Regions from separate parts of the Canis lupus genome. Here region 2 is linked to region 1. A link is a contact called in public Hi-C data. All regions are on one chromosome and are shown on one strand. Each heading gives the region's core, a stretch centred on a gene start, on an enhancer-like site or on the middle of the called end of the contact. The rest is flanking DNA. Distances are from core to core; before and after follow the strand shown. Region 1 has its middle 170 kb from the start of PFKFB3. Region 2 overlaps PFKFB3 (6-phosphofructo-2-kinase/fructose-2,6-bisphosphatase 3).

Evidence for each region. A called contact is a pair of places that touch in the nucleus more often than the background predicts.
Region 2: a Hi-C map of blood shows a contact between it and region 1, with 1.8 times the contacts expected there. The contact joins two enhancer-like sites.

What each region holds. Positions count from the first base shown.
Region 1 is chr2:28,666,315-28,672,591 of UU_Cfam_GSD_1.0, reverse strand. No RefSeq gene overlaps it. Among named protein-coding and RNA genes, the nearest start is that of PFKFB3, 170 kb to the left of the region's middle. Within about 2 kb of position 3,346, at least 4 of the 20 cell types and tissues checked have an H3K27ac peak or open chromatin away from gene starts, as enhancers often do. A contact at or near this core is called in blood, where this site is marked.
Region 2 is chr2:28,778,345-28,784,621 of UU_Cfam_GSD_1.0, reverse strand. It overlaps PFKFB3 (6-phosphofructo-2-kinase/fructose-2,6-bisphosphatase 3), which reads left to right. Exons shown (of 15, transcript XM_038530188.1): 2 at 2,152-2,277; 3 at 2,853-2,949; 4 at 3,651-3,717; 5 at 4,279-4,353; 6 at 4,706-4,762. Among named protein-coding and RNA genes, the nearest start is that of PFKFB3, 57 kb to the left of the region's middle. Within about 2 kb of position 3,086, at least 2 of the 20 cell types and tissues checked have an H3K27ac peak or open chromatin away from gene starts, as enhancers often do. A contact at or near this core is called in blood, where this site is marked.

The DNA.
Region 1 (6,277 bases), core at 2,097-4,596:
TTCAAAGTGTTGAACTTTATGTTTGGGGTGTGGGGTAAGATGAAGCCATGCTAGGCAGTAGAGGAGGGCCTGCAGGGGAGGCAGCCCGAGGGGGAGGAGCCATTGGAAGCAGTCAGTGATCCAGGAGGACACTGTTAGCTGAGGAAGCCCCCTGTTCCAGAGCAGAGGGAGCCAGAACTGGAGGAGCTGGTTCCTGAAGGGGCCACGGGTCTGGGAGTAGAGGGGTTGGGTTCGGCCCGTGAGGGAATGTGCCTCTCGTGTGCCCACTGTGTCCCAGGACTCAGCCGTGGCTGGGACAAGTTTACATTGGCCACAGTCTTAGTGCCCTGAGGCCCTGTCTGATTGTCGGCAGCATGTCCAGTCTACTCCACCCCACCCTCAGTCACCCCTTTGCTTTGTCCAATCAGAGCTGTTGCCATCCTTCTGCTCTCCTACCCAAAGCCTCGGCCCTCTTCCTGTGGTGCCTCTCCTGCCCCTAGGTTAACATCTGTGCTGCTGTCTGTGTGAGGCCCACCTGGAAAGCCCTACACCTTCTAGTGTTTTCTCCCATTCAACTACAGCTTATTCAGAGGGGCTTCGGAGAGCTGACCCAGCTTTTATACCTCCACCTCTTTTTGCCAGCATGGTGTCAAAATAAGATCGGACAACAGCTTCATGCTGTAAGAACTGTTCTCATCATCTTCTACACTAGCCTGCTCAGGGCCAGACTTCTTCAAAGACTTTTTTTTTTTTTTCACAGCCTCATGCAAATTAAGGGATGTGGCTGGCTGAGAGTCTTCAGCATGTTTGAGCCTCATGAGTGTTGCAAAGCCCAGGATCATGCTGTACCGTTAGAAGTTTGCTTTAACCAGGACAGCCACAGAGGGCTGCTTCATGAGGGTGTGGGTGGAATCCACATGTTTCTAACAGTCTTGCTCTGACTTGACTCCAAACACAGATACCGGAGTACCGACAAAGGCCATAATAATTAGAGAACAGGTGTGAGGGAAAGAGGATGAGTTCATATCTGAACAGTTGAATTTGAAATGTGTCCAGTGGATGCAGAGATGTCAATGTCCAGTTAGCTGTTGAGCATATGCATCTATAGAACAGTAGGAAAATCTGAACGGTGTTGGAGAGGAAAGACTTTTCTCTCTTAGGTTCATTGTTTGGAGGTGTCTGCAAATTAAACTCAGACTGACCGATTAGCAGGAGAAAGGACAAACTTTCATCATATATGTACACATGGGAGTTTACAAAGTCCTGTGGCTCAAAGGACAGTTAGAATTTGGGGCTTATATACCATCTTATGAGGTGAAAGGGGACGGGGAGAAGGGCACTTATGGGAAAACTATTATTTTTATTATTTTTTTATGAGAAAACAATTTAAACGTAAAATGGTTATCTTTCTTTTTGGAAAGATAAATGGTCCCAAAGGAAATGGATGGGAGATACGACAATTTTTGACAATGTCTGAGTGTGGTGCTGAGTTATCTCCAAAAGGGTTACCGTTGCTCTCAAGGAGGGACTTATGCCAGTTGAGTTATTATAGGAGGCTCAGTGTTTAGACAGATAAGCCATTTCAGGAATTCAAATGCCTTCAGCTCAAAATAATTTTTATGCCATTTTTATTCTGAACCCCTTAACAGGAGTATTTAGGGTCACTGAATGGGGAAATTGAAACCGTAGGTGAATTACAACGTACAAGTGACCAAATGTCCTTGGATAAATAGCTGATCCAGATTTGGGTCAGGAACTATATAAGAGGAGCCAAGAACCTTTTCTCAAACCAGCATGGAAACCATTAATGACAACTGGGGTCAGATCACAAGGGCACAGAAGTTCCCATTGGCCAAAGACAGGACAATTTGAATATCACAAAGTATAATGACTACAAGGGATTTAAACACATAAATATGTATAAATCCATGAATTCACAATGATCTTCAAAACAACAGTTCATTTGTTTTGTTTGGAGAAGTCTGTCACCTGTGATTATTCTGAAAACTAGCCAAGTAAAGGAGGAAAGATCATACATTTATTCTGCTTTTAGTTCTGCCAGTTTAGAGAAAGAAACTACAGAGGGCAGGGGAACATGATGAAAGACACTTTAGGGGTTGTAATTAATAAGATCTAGGGTGTGACTAAAAAAAAAAAAAAAGACCTGGGGTGTGGGAGACTCTATAGGGCAAATAGCTCTGTTTCTTCAATAAATAAAATGCAAGAATTAGGGAGAATGAACCTATAGAGATTTAAGAGATACAGTCAGACTGATGCATTGCCCTTATTTGGATCTTAATTTGAACAAGCCAATTGTTGATAAATTATGACATTTGTGGAAGTCTTTATCTTTCAGCAGTACATACTGAAGTATTGATAGATGGAATAATATGATATTTGAGACTTGCTTCAAAAATAATCCAGTGGTGTTGGGAAGGAAAGTGAGTGGGATATAAAACAAAATTGGCCATGTGTTGATATTTGTTGAACTGGATGATGAGTACTGTTGGTCTTTTTACCTTTACGTATGTTTGAACATGTTTCTAATAATTTAGAGTAAGGCGAAAAGAGGCCTAGGTCTGAAAGAGGAAGAGGATCCAGTGTAGGGGGTAAGCTAACAGAAGAACCATCCTCTGGATGACTGAAAATCCCCATGGACCTGTAAGTTTGGAAACTTTCAGCTAGAAGAAAAGTTAGTTTGAATGACAGGACAAAGTTCTTAATTTTCACTCCATATTTGCCTACATTGTCTAAATTATACCCCTGTATGCCTCTGAAAATATCACATTGCACCACACAAACATTATAATTGTTTGTGGTCATATGTCCTGTTGTATGTGTAATATGGGGATTATATATAGTTCTGTAGACATTTAGTCAAAGAAGAAGTTGGATTTTTGATCTTCCTCCTTTTGCCCACCTGGAGTGAGTCAGTCTCCCAAGTCAGGAGTGGCTATTTGTCCACTTTGGGAAGGATAAGATGTTAGCAAGCTTGCAGGCTTCCGTTTCCTGCTCAATAAATATTTGAGTGTCCCAGTTGTTTTCTTTTGGCGGAAACTCTGTTAGGTGCTGGGAACAGACTGATTACAAAAAAAGAGACATGGTTTTCTAGGCCTCCTAGAGTTTAGATTCTAGTAGAGATACATATTAAGCAAACAACCACGAAAACGAAATTAAAATGTCAACTATGGTAAGTGCAGGGAAGGACGAACATACAGTGCTTTTAACGACTTAGAAAAAAACGAATCTGACCTAGCCTGCAAAATAAGTTTGGGACAGCTTCTTGAGAGAGTGCCTTTGGAGATGAGATGGAGAGTGACCTGAATAACGGGAGGAGGAGGAGAAAGCGAGGACTTTCTGGGCAGAAGCAAGTGTGTGTGTGTGTGTGTGTGTGTGTGTGTGTGTGTGTGTGTGAAGATCTTGTGGTAGGAAGGAGCCCAGGTACATGAGAGGAACTGAAAAAGTCCAGGGTGGCTGTAGTGCAGAGAATGAGAGGAAGAGAGAGGCAGATGGATAAACATGCCTATCTAGGCAGGGGACAGATCATGCAGTTTCTTATAGGTCATGACAGGAGCAGCGAGGGGGCAAAGGAATGACTCACGTCATGAGTAGAAGAGGAGAGGTGGGGGTAGAGGAGAGAGCAGTGCTGAGAAGACACTCTTGTACCGTGATTTGTGTGAAAAAATCCTGTTCTGGCTGGGTGCGTCACCATTGTTGGGTGTTCTCTCTGCTGTTGTTTTTCTCATTTGTCTTGACTCATGAAGGAAGATCAGGGGCTCAAAAGATAGTGGCTGTTTATAGCATTCCCCGTTTGGTTGCCACAGGCCAATGGGTTTAAACTCCTTAAGAGGATTGGAGTCTTGCTCAGGGACCAGTGTGGGTATTCTGGGCAGCTTATACTATGAAGGTGGTATATTAAGAATTATGTCTGTCAGATTTAGCAAATCTAACTGTGGCATGCCAAGTTAAATTTGAATTTCAGGTAAATAAATACTTCCATTTAAATGACAAATAAAGAACGAATAGGTTTTTAGTATATGGGATAATAAATCATTTCAAATAAATCGATGCCCTATTTTTACACGGTACCTTAACCAGAAAATCTATGTTATCCCTCAAACTAAAAAGAGTTTTGAGAAGTTATCAGAGATGCATACAAATCCATATCAATCATCCATTGATATCTATCTATCCATTCCTATCCATCTATGTCCGTCCATCCATCCATCCATCCATCCATCCTGAGCTTTTACTATGTGCTAGACCCCCTTTGGGGGCTGAGGGTACTGTGAGCAATAAGACAAATTCTCTACCTTCATAATACTTACATTCTAGGAACAAAATGTTCATCTTAGAGTGATTATAGCAAACCCTTAGAGATAATATTTATGTCCAACAATAGAGGAATGGATAAATAAATGATGAACTGTCCTGCATACAATCATTACAAAAATCATGTTTTTGAAGATTATTATATGTCATGGGGATTACATGTTTCCAATGTAAAAGCAAATTAAATAAAAGCAGTCCACAAAACCGTAAGGTATAATATAAATTAAAATTACTAGGTATGGATGTAAGGAGGTACACCAATAGTGGGTATATCTGAGCATAGGAATTATGGATAGCATTTTATTAAATCTACGTATTTTAATTTTTTTCCTATACATTTTCTACAAAAACTTGTAGGGGCACCTGGATGGCTTGGTTGGCTGGGCGGCCAACTCTTGATTTCGGCCCAGGTCATGTTCTTGGGGTTGTGGGATCAGTCTGGTGGGGTGGGGGTCCCTGCTCAAAGGGGAGCCTGCTAGAGGATTCTTCTTTCTCCCCTTCCCCTCACACTATTTCTCTCTCTTTCTCTCTCAAATGGATAAGAGTCACTTATGGAAAATTCAATTCTAAAATTGACGGTTGGCCCTGGATAGTCACCATGGGGGCTAAGCTAAGTCTTTAAAAAAAAAGTTGTGTATTATTTTTATGTTTGGAAAAGTTTTTTTTCAGAAGCTCCACAGTAGCCATGGAAAGACTCAAGTTTGGTGCTGGTTTTAGCTCTGTCATTAATTCTCAGGACAACCTTGAGCAAGTCATGTCCCTTGTCTGGGCTTCAGTTTGTTGGATTTAAAATGAAGAGACTAAGCTGTGATTTTTATGTGTAATTAAGACTCAAGCTAAGGTTTAAAAAAATGTGCTTACTTTTGTGGAAGGAGCTCAGAGGGTCCATCATTATACTCCTGTGTATCTTTTTTAAAAAATATTTTATTTATTCATGAGAGAGAGAGAGAGAGACAGAGACAGAGACACAGGCAGAGGCTCCTCAGGGAGCCTGTTGTGGGACTCATCTCAGTCCCAGAACCCCAGGATCATGCCCTGAGCTGAAGGCAGATGCTCAACAACTGAGCCACCTATGTGTCCCTTCTGATTTACTTTTAAATATTTTAGCATAGATAGTGGTGCGTGTGTGTGTGTGTATGTACATACATACATATGTATGTATGTATATTTTGTTCATAATCCTATATGGGGTTGTTAGTTAACATTTAAAATACCATGACTTAAAAATAAAATAAAATAAAGTAAAATAAAATAAAATAAAATACAATAAAATACAATACCTTGACTTTTTTTTTAAAAGAGAGATACAGTGTACAAGTAGCAGGGAGGAGCAGAGGGAGAGGGACAGAGAGAGAAAATCTTAATCAGGTTCTACACTAAGCATGGAGCCAAACATAGGGCTTGATCTCCAGACCCTGAGATCATGACCTGATATGAAACCAAGAACAGAAATCTCACAGAGGAAGACATAGACATGGCCAACATGCATATGAGAAAATGCTCTGCATCACTTGCCATCAGGGAAATACAAATCAAAACTACAATGAGATACCACCTCACACCAGTGAGAATGGGGAAAATTAACAAGGCAGGAAACAACAAATGTTGGAGAGGATGTGGAGAAAAGGGAACCCTCTTACATTGTTGGTGGGAATGTGAACTGGTGCAGCCACTCTGGAAAACTGTGTGGAGGTTCCTCAAACAGTTAAAAATATACCTGCCCTACGACCCAGCAATTGCACTGTTGGGGATTTACCCCAAAGATACAAATGCAATGAAACGCCGGGACACCTGCACCCCGATGTTTATAGCAGCAATGGCCACGATAGCCAAACTGTGGAAGGAGCCTCGGTGTCCATCGAAAGATGAATGGATAAAGAAGATGTGGTTTATGTATACAATGGAAATTACTCAGCTATTAGAAATGACAAATACCCACCATTTGCTTCAACGTGGATGGAACTGG
Region 2 (6,277 bases), core at 1,837-4,336, 110 kb before region 1:
GCATCCCCCGAAACATGCTTTACACTGACATCTAAATATATCTGAGTATAAAAACTTGGGGGGGGGAGGGTCAAAAAGAAGTTAAAATATTAAATGTTTGTATCAGATGAAGGAAACATACACGAACTTTTTGGAGACTTTTGTGTTAAATTCCTACCTGCTCTCCCCCAGTCCCTTGCTCTTGGGGGAGAGGAGGAGAAAGCAGAGGCCCAGTGAGCCTGGTGTGACAGGGGGACAGAGGTGCTCCTCTTCCATGGGCTAAGAAGGATCTGCAGAGAAGAAGAAATCGAGGGGGGGTAGTGGGGGGCTGCAGCCTGGGCAGATGATTATAGCGTGAAGGCTCTTCAGATCACCTGGGAGTTTACAAAAGGAGCCGGGAGCGATGAGGGAGAGTCAGACTCTGAGCTTAGTCAGAAGGTTTCCCTGCTTGGAGTCCCAGGAGTGCCAGGGTGGAGGGACGGCTGCGACCTCTGCTGAGGGTTCCACTGAATCTTGTGCAAGAAGCCAAAGGAATAGGGAAAATCGCTTCTGCTTTGCCAAATCAGAGAGAAATGATTTATTGGGGTTTGAGATTCAGCTTGAATTTTTGGCTTAAGATATTTACTCTGCTGTGTCCACATGGCTTTTTTTTTTTCCTTCCAAAGCATCTCCTGCCAGAGATTTGTGCATAGGATTCCTTGATTCCCTATTTGATAAATCGGTCAGCCTCTGTCTCCACTTACTTGGCATGAGTCCATCATAAGCATCGCATACATGGGGACAGCTGTGGGGGGAGTCAGTCGATTGGTGCCTGCATATTAGGATGCTCGTGGAGCAGTGGCATGGTGGGGACATCACGCAAGAGCAGAGGAAAGCCAGTGGCTTGAGGGAAGGGCTTGCAGAGTAAATGGTTCCAGGCATAAGTGAGAAGAGTCTTCTCATGAGTCACCTGCAGCTGCCACAATGCAGAGAGTGTGTCTTAGGGCCCCACTGGTTTTCCAGAAGGCCAGCACTTTTCTCTTCTCGCCCCTTGGGATTCAAGAAAGCCCACTGGCGCTTCTTTGCTCAACTTGGGTACCTAGGCCGGGCAGGGAAATGCCTCTTTGCTACGAACTCGTTTGTTCCCAGCCAAGGGGTTTTGTGGTTCCCAAATGTCTCCTGGCCTTCTGATGGCCTGTCCTCCTCCTGACTCTGCGTGGAGAAGGTCACTGATGGTCTCAAATGTGAAAGAAGAAACAGCCCCCTCTGTGTGGTTTGCTTCCTCCTTGCCCCCAGCCCACAGGTCCAGGGGGCAGATCCTAGAATAATACGGTGGGTGTTTGGACACGTGGTTGCATGGTCACAGGCTCAGCATGGGACCGTGTTGGGGCGTCCCCCTTGGAGGTGGTGTCCTCCTTCAAGCCGGTGCCTGTCAGTGGCCTGCTGGCTCTCCTTCCTTCCCCATCTGGCACTCACTCGCCTAGAAGCAGACAGAATCTGACGTTTAAATCTGACGTCTGCCTAGACCTGTGGCGTGGTGACAGTAGCTCTGTCTGCAACCACGTGGCCGGTGCCAGGAAGCAATGCCACGTAACCGACCAGGCGGCCAGCGAGCACCAGGCAGTGTGGCTGGGCTGGGAGTGGGCAGGCGGCTGGTTTCCTGTCCCCAATGGGCCCCTGACATGCTTGTCCCCAGGATGCTGGAGTCACCTTAGCATCTCAAGGGCAAGACACCAGCCAAGAAAACGTTGCCCATTGAGTGTCCAGAACAGGGTTCTTTGGGCTCCTTTCTTAAAACCAGTGAAAACCTCTCTCCCTGATGTTTTGTCTTATTGAAACACCTTTCCTACCACTAACGCACCCCCACTGGTATTGGGGAGTCCCTTCCTCATTCTCCCCAAGAGTGCTTTCTGCTCTGGGATTAGTAATGGGGTTCCTGGCTGGGTTTAGGGCCCTCAGGTATCGGGTCGGTATTTGGGGTTGGGACAGCCCCTGCCACTCATGACCTGAAAACAAGATGGGGATGCGTAACTGGGGTGGGGTATGTGTGGGGGTGTCTCAGCCCCGCTGGACCCTGGGCTTTGAGGTGGGAATGAAATAGGAATTGCTGCAGAATTCCTGAGAGTTCATCGTGGATTTAGTTCATCACGGCACCTGCTTCCTCGCTCACTCCCTTCTTTGTTCTCCCCCTAGCCTGTGGGCCGAAGCTGACCAACTCCCCCACCGTGATCGTCATGGTGGGCCTCCCAGCCCGGGGTAAGACGTACATCTCGAAGAAGCTGACTCGCTACCTCAACTGGATTGGCGTCCCCACGAAAGGTGAGGCCAGTGCCACGGCCAGTCTGGTCACCTGGAGCGCTGTGGTCTTGCTCACTGACCCCTGCAACTATTAAATGGCTGCTGGGACCTGCCTTGTGGGGCCCCGCTGGGGCTGGCCTGCCCCCTGTGGTTGTGGGGGGGGTCCCTCTGGCCGTGTCACTCACCACCCTATGGACATACCCTTCGTTTGTGCTGGATGCTTTCCCACCTGCTGCTCATTTCCTACTGCCCTGCACCTCCTTCAAGATGCCTTCTCTGGCCACATGGTCTGGGGGGATCCGTGTCCCTTAAGTCCCACCAGCACGTAGTTGTGTGCTGCGGCCTCTTTGCACGGTCTCATGCAGCTGGACTGCAGGCGGGGCGGTGGAAGACGGGCTCTGGAAGAGCAGGCCACCGTGAGCGGCACTGGGGCTGGGGAAGCGGGGCTGCCTCTGGCCTCCCAGCCCCGCGTGGGTAGGTCCACTCCCTGGTCTCTGCGTCTTAGCGGAACCTTACTCGGGTTGGCGTCGGTGCGTTGGCGTGGCTTCCTTTGGTAGAGAGGGGGTCAGTAAGGGTCCTTGCCTTTGCCCCCGCAGTGTTCAACGTCGGGGAGTACCGCCGGGAGGCCGTGAAGCAGTACAGCTCCTACAGCTTCTTCCGCCCCGACAATGAGGAAGCCATGAAAGTCCGCAAGTAAGGCCCAAGCTGCTGCGGGAGCCTGGACGTGGGTTTGCTCTGCTTCCTGAAGCCGGGTTCTCTGGGAGAAAGAGGAAGCTGCCTGCGGTGTGGCTCCCCAGATGGGCCTCCGAGTGTGCTAGGGTGTGTGTCGGCCTCGCTGGGGCTCGCTGCTTCATCTGCAACCCGTGGCCCAGTTCATCTGAGGGTTGATACAGATCAGCAGTGATGCCTCGTCGAGGACGAACAAAATGTGTGTGTGTGTATGTGTGTGTAAAATCATCTGTTTACATTTGCTGAGCATTTTTCTTTTAAGCCCGGGGTGGTCGTGAAACCCAGGTCCCGTGGCGCTCAACCCCTGACAGCATTCTAGATGCACCCGGGAGCTTGGGAAGCTCCTGATGCCAGCCCTCCCCTAGATAGTGCAGTGAGAATCCAGGGGCAGGACCTGGGCGGCCGATGTGTAAAAGCTCCCGGAGAGATTTCTGTGTGCAGCCAGGCATGAGCACCATCTCCCGAGGGTGACCGTGGCCACCCGTGCAAGCCTCCCCTAGAGCCTCTGGGTGTGTGGGGGCTGGGCCTGGCCGCCCTGGCCAGCCTGGCGGTTTAGGGGTGGAATTGCCGGTCAGTCTGTTTGTTAGGATGAATGGGGGGTTGCGTGGGCTTCCCCCTTGGGCTGTGCTGCTCTGATGCCTGCATTCTCTTTCTGTGTGTTCCAGGCAGTGTGCTCTAGCTGCCTTGAGAGATGTCAAAAGTTACCTGATGAAGGAAGGGGGCCAAATTGCAGTAAGTCTGGGAATTGCCAGCCCTGTCTCCAGTGCCATAGTGGGGTAGTGCCCTGGAGGGAGCAAAATGTAGAACAGTGGCCAGAGCAGTGCCAAGAGACATTGCAGGGACACCTCTACTGGGACAAGTGCCTCTGGCCTGAGAGTTGAGGGAAGCAAGTGGCTAGTGCAGCACAGGGACCCAGGAAGGGGGTTAACTGGGTGCAGACCCGGGGCACAGCTGGTTGGTATGCTCTGATCACCCCTCATCTGTATGCCGTTGGACACCACCCTCCAAGGCAGGCTGGGCCTGGGGTAGCTGTGCCATGGTAGCCAGGGTCCCTTCCCTTGCACCCTCTCCTGTGCGTTGCTACTGTTCATTTGGTTTAAGTACCATCCCCCAGCTCCCTATCTGTCCCAGAGTGCTGGAGGCAGCAGGAGGCCCAGGGGGCAGGGCACCATCTCTCCTGGAACCTCGTTTGGCTTACACCTGGAGGTGACAGGCCTGACCTACTTGTGGTTTGGTAAATACTATAGATCTTAAACTTGGGCTCTCCTCACTGCCCGTCTTTCTTGCTATCAGGTTTTCGATGCCACCAATACTACCAGAGAGAGGAGACACATGATCCTTCATTTTGCCAAAGAAAATGATTTCAAGGTGAGCCAAACTTCTTGTCTTGCTCTGGAGCATGGAGGAGTGAGGAAAACATACCCCTCGGGAACTGGCTGATTGCCATGTCTGGGGCACCGCTGCTCCTTGCCTGCATCTTTACCTCCTGCTGCCCCTGCTTTGCTGCCTTACAGATTGAGTCTCCCTGGTGGGGACTCTCAGGGGTTACCATGACTAGGAGGTAGGATTGAGCAAGTGGTTGGTTTTATGTGTTTGGGTATTTTTAAAGAGGTCTTGTCTCCTCCAGTGTGGTGATGACATCACAGTGACACCCAAGTCAGCCCTTTGTGTTAACCACATTTGTTGTGTCCTAACGTTTTTGCCTTACTTTTACTTCCAGGTGTTTTTCATTGAGTCTGTGTGCGATGACCCTATGGTTGTGGCCTCGAACATCATGGTAAGACCACGCAGAACCCCACTCTAGGGTGGCAGTGAGAGAAAAGTGGGGAACCAGGTCAGGCCCAGAGCAATAACTGGGTGCTGAGAGCGAGCTGGCTGACCCACTTGTTGGTTTTGTCGGAGAAATGGGAATCCAGGGAGGAGGGAGGTGCAGAGCAGTATTTAATTTAGAAGCATGTTCTGTGACCTGGGCTGGCTTTTATCTGGGGTCCTTGCAGACCGTTGGCAGAAACCAATCTTTGTAGGACGTGAGAGATAAAGGAGGAGACTGGAAACAGTTTCTGTGGGTAGCTTGGCAGCCAGCTGGGGACGGGGCTGCTTGGGACAAAGGGCAGCTCACCTGCTCCAGATGGGAAAGGAGGCAGTGGGGTGGACTCTTAGGCTGTTAAGGTCTTAGTAAGAATGATCGTGTATCGATAAAACGCCATAGGACGCAGCCAACTCAACCAGAACCCCCATGTGTGGGAAGACTGGAGGTAGGAAAACGATCTTCCTGCTTTTGCATCTGTAATGTAACCTTCTCCTCTCCCGGTGCCAAGGGGGAGTTTGCCCAGATAAATTGAAGGTAACTGGCAGCTTAATTTGATTGATTCTTAAATTTTGCCACTTGAGAGCGATATATTGTAAGTGGAAACCATTACCATGAAGACCTTACCACAGGTCACCTTCCCAAGTAGATAATTTTCTGTGTAAATTACATGAGAGTAAGACATGTCTCTAATGACAAGCGGGTCTGAGGCTTGTACAGGGAGTGCTCCGGTTTGCTGTATACACACGTGCATCTTTATTTTTTTTTTAAAGATTTTATTTATTGACGAGAGACACAGAGAGAGGGGCAGAGACACAGGCAGAGGGAGAAGCAAGCTCCATGCAGGGAGCCCGACATGGGACTCAGTCCCGGGTCTCCAGGATCACACCCTGGGCCGAAGGCAGGGGCTAAACTGCTGAGCCACCCAGGGATCCCCCACGCGTGCATCCTTAGGGGGTTGCTGAAGATCCATTGGCTTGGAAGGCAGCGGGAATATTCACGAGCGTTTCTAAGAAATGAGTTTGTATGTCAGGAAGGGCTATTCAACTAGTGGAAAATCAGGCCCGGTTAGTTTTCAGCACGTCCAAAGGAAGAGGCTCAAAGTACGGGGACGTAGCACAGACGTGGCGGTCATCGGAACAGAGGGTTTTGCTTGTGTCTCTTGGGTTTGGTCCTCATTCCCCTTGGTGGCGAAGCAGGGTGCAGCTGCACAGTTGGTGTTCCGCAGCGAGTGGGCCCCACGTGCTTGGCTGGGAGCTCCCCGCTTATCTCGTGCTCTGTTAACACATCTGGTCGTTTGCCCTGACCCCTCTGTGTTCAGAAATCCGGGGCTCTGCTTAAGCCCTGGAGCAGCTTTGGAGCTTAGGCCTTCCCGCTGCGCTCTTTGTGGTGGCCGTGCCAGGGAGAGAGGGATTTGGCCACTTAGATCGCTTTTCATCGCGGCCCGATAAATACACACGAGACCAGATTTGCCGTCTGACCCGT